2 separate regions of the Xenopus tropicalis genome follow, and region 1 is linked to region 2. The links are chromatin contacts, called in public Hi-C maps. All regions are on one chromosome and are shown on one strand. The core of a region is the stretch at or near the end of the contact, and the rest is flanking DNA. Distances in the headings are between cores, read along the strand shown. Region 1 holds the start of abhd17c (abhydrolase domain containing 17C). Region 2 overlaps LOC100491930 (cell surface hyaluronidase).

Region 1 (6,714 bases), core at 2,635-5,134, 62 kb after region 2:
TGCATACGCAAAAAGAAAATTGGTGGTCACTACAATACTACATTCCCATATTTACATATCTAAACCTATTTAACTAGTTTTTATTTTAGATCTGGCCTGAAATCGGGCAGGTTTGATTTTTCTGTTGGATCAGGGACCGCGTCGAATCGATTGGTCCCCAAACTGGCGGCGCCTATACCCGTTGTTCTAATTTGATTGTTTGGCCCCAGGGCTATGATTAAGGGTTCTTCCATTCAGGCCGTTTGTATCCTAGCAGCTATGTTTTTTTTTATTTAATGGAATAAAGAACACTTTTTTCAGAGAAAGGAGTGCAGCCTTTTTCCCCCATGGTGTTATGGCAGTGGAGCACTGCATGAATATGGCCAGCATCCACCTCTACTTTTGAATGTTGAAAATGGACGACAAGCAATCCGGACTCAAAGGGATCTGTTAAAACTTGAACTTTATTCCAACATGTTTAAAAACTGCAAATGCCTGACGCGTTTCGTGCATAGGGAGCACTTAGTCATAGGCTAGTTCTAACAATATCGAAGAAAGTTTAAATAGTGTTGACTCAATGACGTAGGGGGAGGGTGGAAACTAAGCCACGCCCTCCACCTCTACTTTGTTTCCTAATTATTGTGAGAGCACACAAGAAGTCCGTTCAGAGATATATACATTTTTTCTTACTTTTCCCAGGGCCAAATGACCGAATTAGCCTGGTATCCCCCACCCGTAGGTGGGGATATCGGGAGAAGATCCACTCTTACCATGTATGGCCAACTTTTGTTCGGAAATCCGGTGCCGAAGCACGGGGGTGGAGTGTAAAATGTGTGCGTGTGAGGGGGTTCGCTGTGTGCCATGGCTGTGACCCCCGCATATGGAGGAGAAGTATTAAGGCCCGGTACCTAGGGTGTCACCAGACCTAAATGCAGCACTGACGGTAACTAAAATGCAATTAATCCTTATTGGTGGTAAGACAATGCTATTGGGATCAGTGTCGGACTGGCCCACCAGGATACCAGGAAAACTCCCGGTGGGCCCAGGTGTCATTGGGCCCTCCTGCTCCTAACTATTTTGCTTACTTCATGGTCATTCCCTATATCTTAACGGGAGCAAAGAGGAAAAATAGATGTAAGGCTAGATATTAGCATGAAATTAAAAGTATTAGGAGAGTAAAGTTTTGAGTGAGGAAAGAAGGAAAAATATTTTGGAGAGTGGGTCCATAGTCTATGGTTTTCTGGTGGGCTGGGGTTCCAGTCAGACACTGATTGGGATTATTTAATGTTTAAACAATTGTTTAGTAGACTTAAAGTATGGGAATAAAAATTATGTCAAGAACCCTTATCTGGAAATTCCAAGGTCCAGAGTACTCCAGACCCATACCTGTATGTTGGAATCTCTCTCTCTCACAAAATTTGAGCCTTTTGAAAAAGGTCACCCAAAGTACTGGGTCATAGTCACCATACTGCACTGCACTTTATGTGCTGGGGTTCTGCTTGAACTATTACTCTGCATCTGGCAATGGTACTGTAGAGTCTTCCTGTAGTTGCCCATCTGCTTACAGACTATCTCTACATATGAAACTAACACAGCTACCACCTGTAAAAGACAGAATTCAGCAGAAATCAACATGTTAAAATATGCATGCAAAGCTTAAGAACGCCATGCTCTTTATGTTAAAACATATTTTAGCATATAGTTACTGTGGCTAAAAATGAGGCCTTTCAAATAATCATGTAATTAAAACATAAAGTAGCTTGGTGGCTAGATGATAGCAGATACAGGTTTTATGAATACCTGTGTGTTTATCTTGCTGGTAAAACAAGTGTATTTCCCCGAGAGGTCTAGTTCATAGATTACCCAGAGGGAATATTCTCTGAGCCAGGCAGGAATGCCTTCTGTGTTGTTACTGAACAAAGCTGAGCAAACGCAGAGGGGGAGGGGGGAATCTCCATACAACCAAGGGCTGTGACTGTCCTGTAGGCCTCACACCACCTGCCAGCCAACCCCCGGCCCAAATGCTTGCTGCAATCCAGAACACATCCTAATATATTTAAAATCCCTCTCTAAACTGTACTTGATGATTACAATGTCATATTTAGAATAGGCAGTTACTTATTGTGCAGAATATATTTTGAAGGTGCAGCAGTACAGTTAGATGTAGCCAAGGGTCCAAGCTGCAACTCTCTCTGGCAAAACATTTGCAGGGAATGCACTGTGTGGCCCCCAAAGTGGTTGTTTATTGGAGTCAAGAGGCCATGCAATATTGCTCTGGGCTAAAAACAAAGCAGCCCAGTTATTTACAGAAGGAGCATGGTTGTATCGATTTCAGTTTTGGAAGGTGGGGGTAGGGGGAACTGACATGTCTACTCTCCAGCACCATGGACAGCAACGCTCTCATCTTCTATCACAACTATTTTGTTATATGTTACATATAAATATGGCCTAAATGGGATAAGATATAGATACACATACTGACTGGGGCAAAATGGAAAGCGATGAAGTAGGTTTGCTCAGTTGTTTAACCTGCAGCTTGTGGGCTCTTCTTGCAGCTTTGGTGTTGTGTGTGTGCGTGTGTATATATAAAGAGAAATGTATAAGTCAGTGTGGTACACAGCCATTTGTGCGGCACACTGGGTTATCTTGGGAATATTGGATAACATTTGAGGTAATACACATCAAACTGGCCATACATGTACAGATAAAATTTCATTTTGTATTATTTTCGATATGTGTATGTGTTAGGACGGTCTGACCAATATCTTTGTAATATGGGTATGGGTCGGTTTGCGGATCGGCCACGTTTCCAATTGGAATGTGCTGATGTACCATGATAGCCCGTTCCTGGTGCATGGGCAGCCGAGTAAGCGCCACAGCAAATCTTCACTTCCTGCAGCTCTGAATGTATGGAACAATAGAAAGCCACACGTATAGTATCTCAGCCATAGGGTGATGGGCCTAATACTTGAGAGTACTGGCCAGAGTATGTCACCTTCAATCCTTTGTGGGTGTGAATAAACCAAGCTATATGTGATACAGTAGGGTGCCTAATAGTACAAAAGGGTATTCTGATCTTGAGAAACAAAGAAGCATTCATCATTGAGACATGGCAATAAGTATGTGGTTTGGTGCCACAGAAGCCAGTAGGCCGCTGCTCGGTACCCCTGGCTAATCCAACCCCAGCCCATGGTTACGGTGCCGCACGGTTCGGCCGTACCACGGACTCATGCCGCCGCCTTACCGAGTTCTCAGGGCGTGCCAGGCCGCCTCGATGTCCGCATAGAGGTTCTTCTCGCTGGGCTTGCCGCTGCTCACCCCGTAGCCGGAATAATCATAGGAGAAGATGTTGCAGTTGATCCTGGTGCCCAGGCCGATATAGAAACTGCACATCTGGCCCAGATCCACCGCGTTCCCGTGGGAGAAGAGCACCGTGTATCGGCTGCCGGGGGAGCAGCGCACAAACATACAGCCCAGGCAGCTGCCGCGCTCGGTCCGCCATCGGAACACTTCCACCGCGTCCAACTCCCGCTGCGAATACTGCCAGTCCGCCCGCTCCGACAGGTGCAAGCTGCAGGCCGCCGGCTCCCCGCTACCCTCTTCCCTCGGCGGCTGGGCAGTGCCTGCCGGGGCCTCCATCTCCCGCACGGTATAGGTGGGCTCCGGGGGCAAGAAGGCCAGTTTAGCTGCGATGCGGCTTGGGCAGGGCGGGCAGCAAAAGAGCCAGCACAGCTCCCCCAAAGAGAACCCGTTCATCCTCGGTCCCTGCTCGGGCATTGGGGCGGCCAAGGCCGGAGGAAAGGACGGGACCTAGGAGAAGGGTACGGGGGGTGAGCACCCAATACCGGGGCTCGGCGCTTAGGCTCAGGAGTGCCCGTCCTTGGCACCCAGGTAGCCCGCAGTTACCTCCTCATCTGACTGCTGCTCCCGCACGGCCTGCAGCTGCTTCCGGGGAAGCACTAGGGAAGCGAGGCCGGACACTAGCAGGGAGTGCTGCCCCCTAGCACGGCGGAGACACAAGCTGCGTAGGAACACAGAGCGCAGGTAATTCGTGCACAGCCGCGTTTTAGCTTCTTTTCGGAACTACAATTCCCAGCATCCCTCAGCAGCTCGTTGTACAGCAGCTGGGAAGATGAAGGTTGCGGATACACCGCTATTAGCACAGTGCTATAAAAGTGAAGCGTTTTTCCCAAATATTATATTATTATGTTTGTACATATAGCTGCTTTACGTGATGTTACAGGCTCAGTGTTTTGCAGGAGGCATCCTGGGAAGGAAACATGGTTCATAGGCTAAAGCTAAAGGTTACTAAGCAGATCTCAACAACCAGGGTCTTAGTTTCTTTCTAGGAACCCAAGTGTGTAGCACAGGATTGCCGCGCTTTCTGCCTTTCTGTAGATTTATCTATTCCATATTAATAATAGTGAGATCAAGCATCATTTTTACTGACCAATTTTTAACCCCAGCCTAGCCTGGGGAGATGCAGCTCTCTGATTGGAAGAGGGTTGGTGTGAAGGGAAACACAGGATGAAAATCAGCCACTGCCAAAAATTGACCCATTCCAGCATGGCGGGCAGCTGGGAAACACTTGCAATTGTTTCTCACAGAATATTATTGTAGTTACCTCAAAGAAAGATTTAAACTATGCTCCTGCGGCATCCTATCCTATTTGGTTATGGAAACCACTGTAGTAAAAAGAAAGTCTGGTTAAATGCACAGTTTTCCATTCAGCTCCAACCTAATGAGCAAGTTGGGGTGAGAGCAAACAGTCACACAGTGCTAAGCCCACAATTAAGTCTCTGCTTGGTGCAACTTACATGGATGGCACTTTGCAGCAAAAGACAGGAGAAAGCAAAGGGCAAGGTGATTCCAGACATTTGTCTCACCCCTCAAGCATGTTGTTTGTTTTAATTGTGTCATCAGGTCTGGACTAGGAGTCAAAATAGGCCCTGGCATTTCAAGTACACAGAGGCCCAAACAATCCCCGCCAGCCCACTAAATAGTGAATAGTCTGTTGCATCTTACAACAGCCTCTCTGGCATTTTCCAGAACCTCCAGATTGCTAGCCGGGGCCTGTGAGTGGCTTTCAAAAATTCACTGAACAAATTTAGCATGGGCCCACCAAATTGATCATATGTTAAAAAATAAAAATATATATATATATATATTAGTGGTTAAGGAGTGGAAGAGATTATACGACCAAAGTGATCTTTACACAGAGTTTTTTGTAAAACATGTTTTATAGACAGGTGTGGGCACATCTAAGCACATGAACTCATTGTTTCCGTATTACTGTATAACTTGTATAACTTTATTTATGAAGAGCTACAAGGATACGCAGCGCTGTAAAATCTTACAATTATACACTGGGAGGGCAATGTTATAATAAAAACAATAAATATGTATAAATACACAGAGAGCCATGTGGTATGAGACACAGTAGGAAGGAGGTCCCTGCCCTGTAGAGTTTACAATCTAAGTGGCACAAATTGTAAGGTAAGAGTGCACAAAGTATGGGCATTTGCCCTTAAGCAGAGGACTAGACAAAATGATGTTTTAGTGCTCCAGAATGTAGCATCTGAGTTTTATCTTAAAGAGAGTGAGTGAATGTTCCCTACGGAGGAATTCAGGGAAAGAGTTCCAGAGGTAAGGAGCAGCGAGATGGAAAGGTTTAAGACGAGATGGTGTAAAAAGATGGAGGCCCTAAGAGGAGCAAAGGAGATGACCAGAACGTGCAGAGAGACCAGTGAAGAGATTTGAACATTAGCAGAAGTATTTTGTATGATATCCTTTGCCACGTTATGATAGAGAGATTACTTGGACCTTAACAGGTTCCCTCTAAGGAGAGAGCAGGAGGATCCTGGCAGCAGAGTTTAAAAGTGGCCATACACTGGCCGATTCTAGCTGCCGATATCGGTCTGAAATTGGCCAGATCTCGACTGGGCAGGTTTGAAAATTAGTCGGATCGGGGAGCACATCGGCTCATTGATGCAGTCCCCGAACCGATGGATGCCTATACCCGTTGTTCTACTTCTGGGGCCAAACGACTGAATTAGCCTGATATCACCCACCCTTAGGTGGGGATATCGGGAGAAGATCTGCTAGCCAAGTGAGCGGATCTTTGCGTGTATGACCACCTTAAGATTGACTGCAGGGCAGAGGGGTGGGAGTCTGGAAGGCTGGTTAATAGGAGATTGCAGTAATCTAAAGGTCCCCATACACGGGCCGACTATAGCTGCCGATATCGGTCCCTTGGACAGATTCGGCAGCTAATCGGCCCGTGTATGGGCAGAACAGAGTAGCCTGGCCGACCGATATCTGGCCTGAAATTGGCCAGATCTCGATCGGCCAGGTTAGAAAATCCAGTCGGATCGGGGACCGCATCGGCTCGTTGATGCGGTCCCCAAACCGACTGCACATAACCACTAATGTAATCCGATCGTTTGGCCCCAAGGCCAAACGATCGGATTATTTTTTTTTTAAGTTACTTGTTACCCGATATCACCCACCCGTAGGTGGGGATATCGGGTGAAGATCCGCTCGACATCGCCAAGCAAGCGGATCTTATAGTGTATGGGCACCTTAAGCAGGAAAGGATAAGGGCATGGATTAGTGTTTTAGCAGTAACTAGTTAAAAAAAGGCGTGTATCTTGGCAATATTGTGGAGGAAAAAGCTTCAGGTTTTGGCAGCATTATTAATATGGTTAGAGAAGGAGAGGGACTGGTCAAAAATAA
Region 2 (5,947 bases), core at 1,065-3,564:
TAAGCCTGGTTTATATTCATTTTTAATATTTTTCCCTTCTGGTTCAGGGTAGAAAAAAAAAACTAGTGGGAAAAGGAAATAAACTATTACAAGATTTCAGTGTGTATATAATCCTTATATTACATGTTATGGTTTTGTGGTCCCTCCCATAACCCACTGTGTCTCAGTGGCAATGTGTTTATTATTCCAGGATTAAAGGAAGAACAGAGATTTATAAAATACCCAGGAAGGTGTTAACCAAAATTTACAGAATAATCTGGGTGGTGAAAGAGCTGTTTCCCCCAGGCTGCATTGCCTACCTACAAAATGTGATTCCAGACACATCAGGTCAGACCCACACAACCACACCAAAGTTCATCTGTGCCAGGGAATTGTATATTCAGGAAAGAGGGTAAAAAAGTAATAATAAACAAAACCAGTTCCAAACATACAAACCACAAAATATGTAAAGTGCAGGGCTGATATAACAAAAAAGTAAGACCCTCCAATATGCTGAGTTCCGCCTGAATTTATCCAGAAAGGATCTGGGCCTAAAGGCAGGGAGAGTTTGCAATCTTATATCTTGGGGTTTTGTGGCCTTTTTACATTTAGGAAATTGCATGAAGGGCCCCCGGATTCTCTGTTTTATTTGTATTCCTAAGATTGAGTTCCACCCATAATAACAAAAAGTCTGTAGCCAGTAACAGCCGTTTCATATATTGGAAATTACATTTGTAAATGTGCTAATATAAGACTATCATGTATTCTTTTGCTTACTATTATATAGGGATGCATGGAATGCATGATTCAGTTTATGATTTGCTTGAATTTTACACTTTTTGCAGGATTTACAGGTTTACAAGTGCAATTGCCATTTTCTAATATGATGTCCTACTATTATTTGATAGCTGCTAACTTTAGTTACTTCGGGTGGGACTCACTCTATGCAGTTCACTGCCATTTTGTTCACTTGTATGCTTCTATGGACCCACTGTGGAATGCATTGGTTACCATAGGCTACTGCCCAGTTGTGCAGGCAGGAAGTGGTAGTGATGCCATATTCTCAATTGACTGGTGCCCTGTGCTTTGGAAAAATGCTAAAAAAATAATTCATAAAAATATATGTAATTCACTGTCCAACTAATATTTTTCTTCCTTTTATTTTACTTTTAATTTTTTTGTCTCTTGATGGAGGCCACTATAGGGTTTCTAAATATAATAATAAAAATGTTATATGATGCTTCGCAGTAAATTAATTGTGAATGAATGAATCCTTCTTTATTGTGGACAAAATCATCTTATATTTGGCTGTGATTTTCTTGTAACTAGTGAACACTTATAAATTGTATGTGTGTGTGCGTGCATGGCATGAGTGTGAAATGATAGAAGGAGATACTTGTCCCAGACATACATTTGGCAGGGAAATCAGGGCTGTGTCCCTGGTGTATTAGGACATTTCCTCTACGGTAGCCTCCCAATGCTACATCTGTATCCGTGGGACTACACATGAAGAACTGTTATCAGCCTCCTAGGAGTTCTGCCCAATCAGTGGGTGGGATATGGGAAGTTTTCTTCTAGGTAGAAAGAATAATCCCATGTGCAGATTGCTGTCTTCTTGTCATAGCCACAGCTCATAAATGTAAACCAGATCTTGGCTTTACCTCTTCCCCATGCTGCAAACATCTCAGTGCCACACATTCCAGTCCTATCTCCGGCTTCCTGCGTTTCTTTAGGTTGCCGATAACTGTAAAACTTGGATAACACAATCTCCAATAAAAAAAAGTCTCCCAGCTGTGGTAAGGCTACCAGATCATGTGAAAATTGAGGGGGCACGTATAGGAAAATCAGGTAATTTAAATGCAATAAGTGTTTGCTACATTTTTACCCTAATCTTGCACTCTGATTTTACATTATGTGGCAAAAAATAGAGTAAAATAAGAAAGAAAGTGTTTTCAATTTGTTTTGCCAGAGCAGAAAAAATCTTTTTCTGCTGTTTATTATTATTGGTGACAATTTATTTCCTACATGTAAATGATCAAGACATATTCTCAGACCAGCAATTTCTGGTAGAGTAGGTGTAACGTCAAGTAAGGCCGACATATTCATTCTCAGCAAGTGTCCTGTAATACGTCATACATTCTGTTACATAAAGTGGCAGATTTATTAAAGCGGCCTTTTAATTAATGAGGGAAAAAAATCATGAAAGGATTAAACTTGACCTTTAATAAATCTGCCACTTTATGTAACAGAATGTATAACATATTGCAGGACACTTGCTGAGAATGAATACATCGGCCTTACTTGACATTACACCTACTCTACCAGAGGGGGCAGCAACGCTTCTTGGCTGCAGTGTCCTGATAAGTCCGTAAAACAGAAATGAATCCCATGCCCTGCAGTTACACATATTGCAGAGGTTTAATTTTAATCCATCAGGATAAAGACTCAATTGCATTTGAATCACCCACTAAAGTTAACTTTAATTTGTTTCTAGTTCAACTTTGATAGTACTATTCCCATGCAAAGAATTATTTGGGTATAACGACCTAGAGATTATAAACAGATGGTGTTGAACAGCATCCAAACAAGAAAAAGTACTTCAATATTCTGCATTAAACATCCATCAAACTCCAGAAAGGGCAGTCTGGTTCATGCTATCTAACTGCAACCATACCCTGTAATAAATTAGCATTTAATGGAAAATAGGCCCCTTTTATAAGTTGGATTTATTTCACATTAACTTTTTTTATGTGGATTTTTGTATGTGGGCAAAGTTGTTGCACAGACAGAACATTTCTTCATTTGATATAAGTAGCAAAGTACTGATAATGGTAACAGCAGACAGGGCTACTTTGGGCACTATAATCCCTGAAAAAGCAGATCAAAATAGGCTGAAGTCGCCCCATATAGACCTGAATATAAGTCATGTCAAACTTGAAAAATGGCAGCAGCCTAAAAAAAAAGAGACAAGCTTTAGATCTATTGCTCCCTAAAAAAATGCACTGACACCAGCCCAGAGTGGCAATGTCTAGGGTTTTGCAAATGCCAAACGGACTGACAGTAACTATTTACTGGGCCTGTAGGGGGCTGTTTGTACCTGAAAAGCGAGGGCCTATTATGAATCTCAGTACCTGACTGACACAAGGGCTTGTGAAAAGGTTCAACAATTGGTGGGTTGATTTGGGCACCATACTTTCAGGCTAAAAAAAACCCCAACAAAACTTAAATTGCCTGCTGTAGCACTGTGTGTCATTCCCCCGAATTTCATCTTTTCTTAAAACTATGCCTGATGCTGGATTTTGCAGAAACTAGCTGGAATTATGGGGCATATTTATCAATGGGTAAAATTATGCCACTCTTTAATCTTTTCTATGGGATTTTAAAGAGCCATTGATCAATGGGTGAATGAGATGGGTGAGAGATAATAAAGTATCTTTAAATATCCCATAGAAATGAATGGAGAGCAGGGGAATTTCACTCTAATAAATATGCTCCATAATTCCATCTAGTTTATGGACGATTCAGTGGCAGGCATAGTTTATGTTCCCCTTAATTTTGAAATATGCTGCAAAAACAGCACAAACACTTTATGAGGGACCTATTCACATACTTCCATTTGGGGAGTCTGCTCTTTCTGGGAGAAGCTATATTTCTGGAATTTCAACTCCACTATCATTTGTTTTGCCTGCAGCATAAAGTTGCACACATTATTGCCAGTAGTTCTGTTTCTTTTGGGAACTGCAAGTGACTGAAAGTAATGCCACCATCAATACCAGGCTTGGCTGGCAATCTGTGGGTTCTGGCAAATGCCAGAGGTGCTACTGTAAGATACCATAAACAGTCACTATGTAGTGGGCTGATGGGGGGGGCTGTTGCCAGGACCTATTTTGAATTCCAGTCTGGGCCTGATCAATACTATATTTTAACTGTGATAACAACTGAATTAAGCATTTACTCAAAGTGGTAAATCATTTGTTGTGCAGTTGTCACATGGACTTTCTTTATTGGAGAGATACTGACACCAGAAATGAAACCTTTTTTACATCTGTCATAACATTGACTTTGCATGAGCTTTATAATTTTGCCAAAAAAGTATTTCCTGATGTTTTTCCATTCCTTATCTGATCCCCAATGTTCTTCTATGAGGGGGCAGCCATATTTGTGCAGCAGTAGGCTGTTAGCATTAGAAGCTATAACTGACAGGCTGAGAAGGGACAGTCAGGTTGGCAAAACAGGTTTAGGAACTTTAAGCAACAATTACTTACAAAAGCAGCCCTAACAGTGAAAAAAGATCAACATGGCCTATAGGTAACTTTTTATGTAGATTCATAATTTGAAAAGTAATTTTTTCGTGTCAGTATCGCTTTAAGAATTATTATTGCTCAGATATCTATAACGTATCTTTTAGAATATCTCATTGGACATAGATGGCATCTAAACATCCCATAGCAGGAATAAATTAAGCTGGCTATTTAGCCAGTTTTTTGTAGTGCTGCCTCTTTGTGGATGCCTGACTAGGTGTCACTATGCAACATAAGCTTGACACTCATGACCATGACACCAGGTCACCAGTGCAGGCAGTCAATCTGCCCCACGCTTAAAGTTGTGTCTGCAGCCAACAGCATTGAATTCACCCAGAAGCAGGCACACGCCTGCACCCAATATCCGCCAATAAATGCAAGACTTGGTGGATTTGTTGTTGAATACATCTGGGTACACCTGAATCCAGGTGAATTTAGTGCTTCCAGGTGCAGGCACAACTAGAAAAATGTTTAAGTGTAGAGGCGGATTGTCAACCTGCGCTTATCCACAGACTGACAATCCACCCCATGTACCCTTGCCCTATGAGCAACACTGGACTGGCCAGTAGCAGCTCAAAACTGGGATTAAGGCACCCGGGTGGATTTAGTGCTTCCAGGTGCAGGCACAACTGATTTAGGGTGGATGCACCCAAAACGCGCCAGGTGTTTGATGCCGCTGTGTGTTCTTATACTGTGCTTATAAAGATCCATATTTTTAACTCAAGTTTTTGGAGTGCGGAGACCTTTTTTTTTCACCCTCTGGATTGACACAGCTAGGAGACTGCACCTGACTTTCTGACCAGGACACTGTTTCACAGGCTGCTTTTCCATGTGGTGAGTTTGAGCAACAATGACTTTTTACTTTTGTATTTGTTATATACAACTAGAAAAATGTTTATGAGTAGGGGCGGATTGTCAGCCTGTGCTTATCCACCGACAGAGCTGGGATTATGGCAGGGACTGTATAGCTAGAATGGCTATTAAGGCCTAATAAGGTAATTAGGGTTTTTATGGTTTTTATTAAAAACTTCACAAGAATAATTAGGATCAGGGACCTTGCAGTTTATCACCTAACAAGTGGGAGGGTGTCCAATCTTTTGCACATGCCACAATTTCTATTTAGTTTGTTCCTATGTTGCAACATTCATAAAATAGATTAGAACCGCACATTTGCAAAAATGTTGTTTTTGAACAAAAAGGCTTATTTATGTCCACAAGCACAGTTGTGGTCCCTGCAATTTACCAACAGTCAGTTGCACGTAAAACCACTTTCATTTAAGGTACTTTAACCAAAATGCGCTCCTTGCACTCCCATATAATTGCCGCTTAAACTTTCCTGCCTTCCTTTCCAAACTAAGAGCTAGGGGGGAATCCAGGAGCTACCAACCACCTCCTGACCAGGCGGTAGCTCCAGAGTTCCCTCAGCACCCTGCATCAATAGACGCAGATTACTGAGGGAACCAATGCATCAAATGAATAGGGCACACACCTCACTTGTGCTCTGGACACTGATAATGATGCCAAAAATATTTGGTGCAATTGCACCTGTTTTGCGCACATTTGTGTCCATTGCAATTCAGACACAACTGTGAATTGCCCATTTCCTTCCACAATGACATCAGAACTCTGCGGAAAAAATTGCACTTTGCTCACTGCACTTGTGGATG

Evidence for each region. Hi-C and Micro-C count contacts between places; a contact is called where the count stands out from the background.
Region 1: a Hi-C map of neurula embryo shows a contact between it and region 2, with 1.6 times the contacts expected there. The contact joins the promoter of abhd17c here to the enhancer-like site in region 2. A contact is called at or near these places in 2 of 5 Hi-C or Micro-C datasets (brain and neurula embryo).

The regions. Positions count from the first base shown.
Region 1 is chr3:108,846,853-108,853,566 of UCB_Xtro_10.0, forward strand. It overlaps abhd17c (abhydrolase domain containing 17C), which reads right to left and starts at 3,885. Exons shown (of 3, transcript NM_001004867.1): 1 at 3,224-3,885. The coding sequence starts at 3,756. It overlaps LOC116409776 (a long non-coding RNA gene), which reads right to left and starts at 1,008. Exons shown (of 2, transcript XR_004222050.1): 1 at 598-1,008; 2 at 315-373.
Region 2 is chr3:108,786,882-108,792,828 of UCB_Xtro_10.0, forward strand. All of the region lies in intron 3 of LOC100491930 (cell surface hyaluronidase), which reads right to left. Among named protein-coding and RNA genes, the nearest start is that of cemip, 11 kb to the left of the region's middle. Within about 2 kb of position 2,315, at least 6 of the 11 cell types and tissues checked have an H3K27ac peak or open chromatin away from gene starts, as enhancers often do. A contact at or near this core is called in neurula embryo, where this site is marked.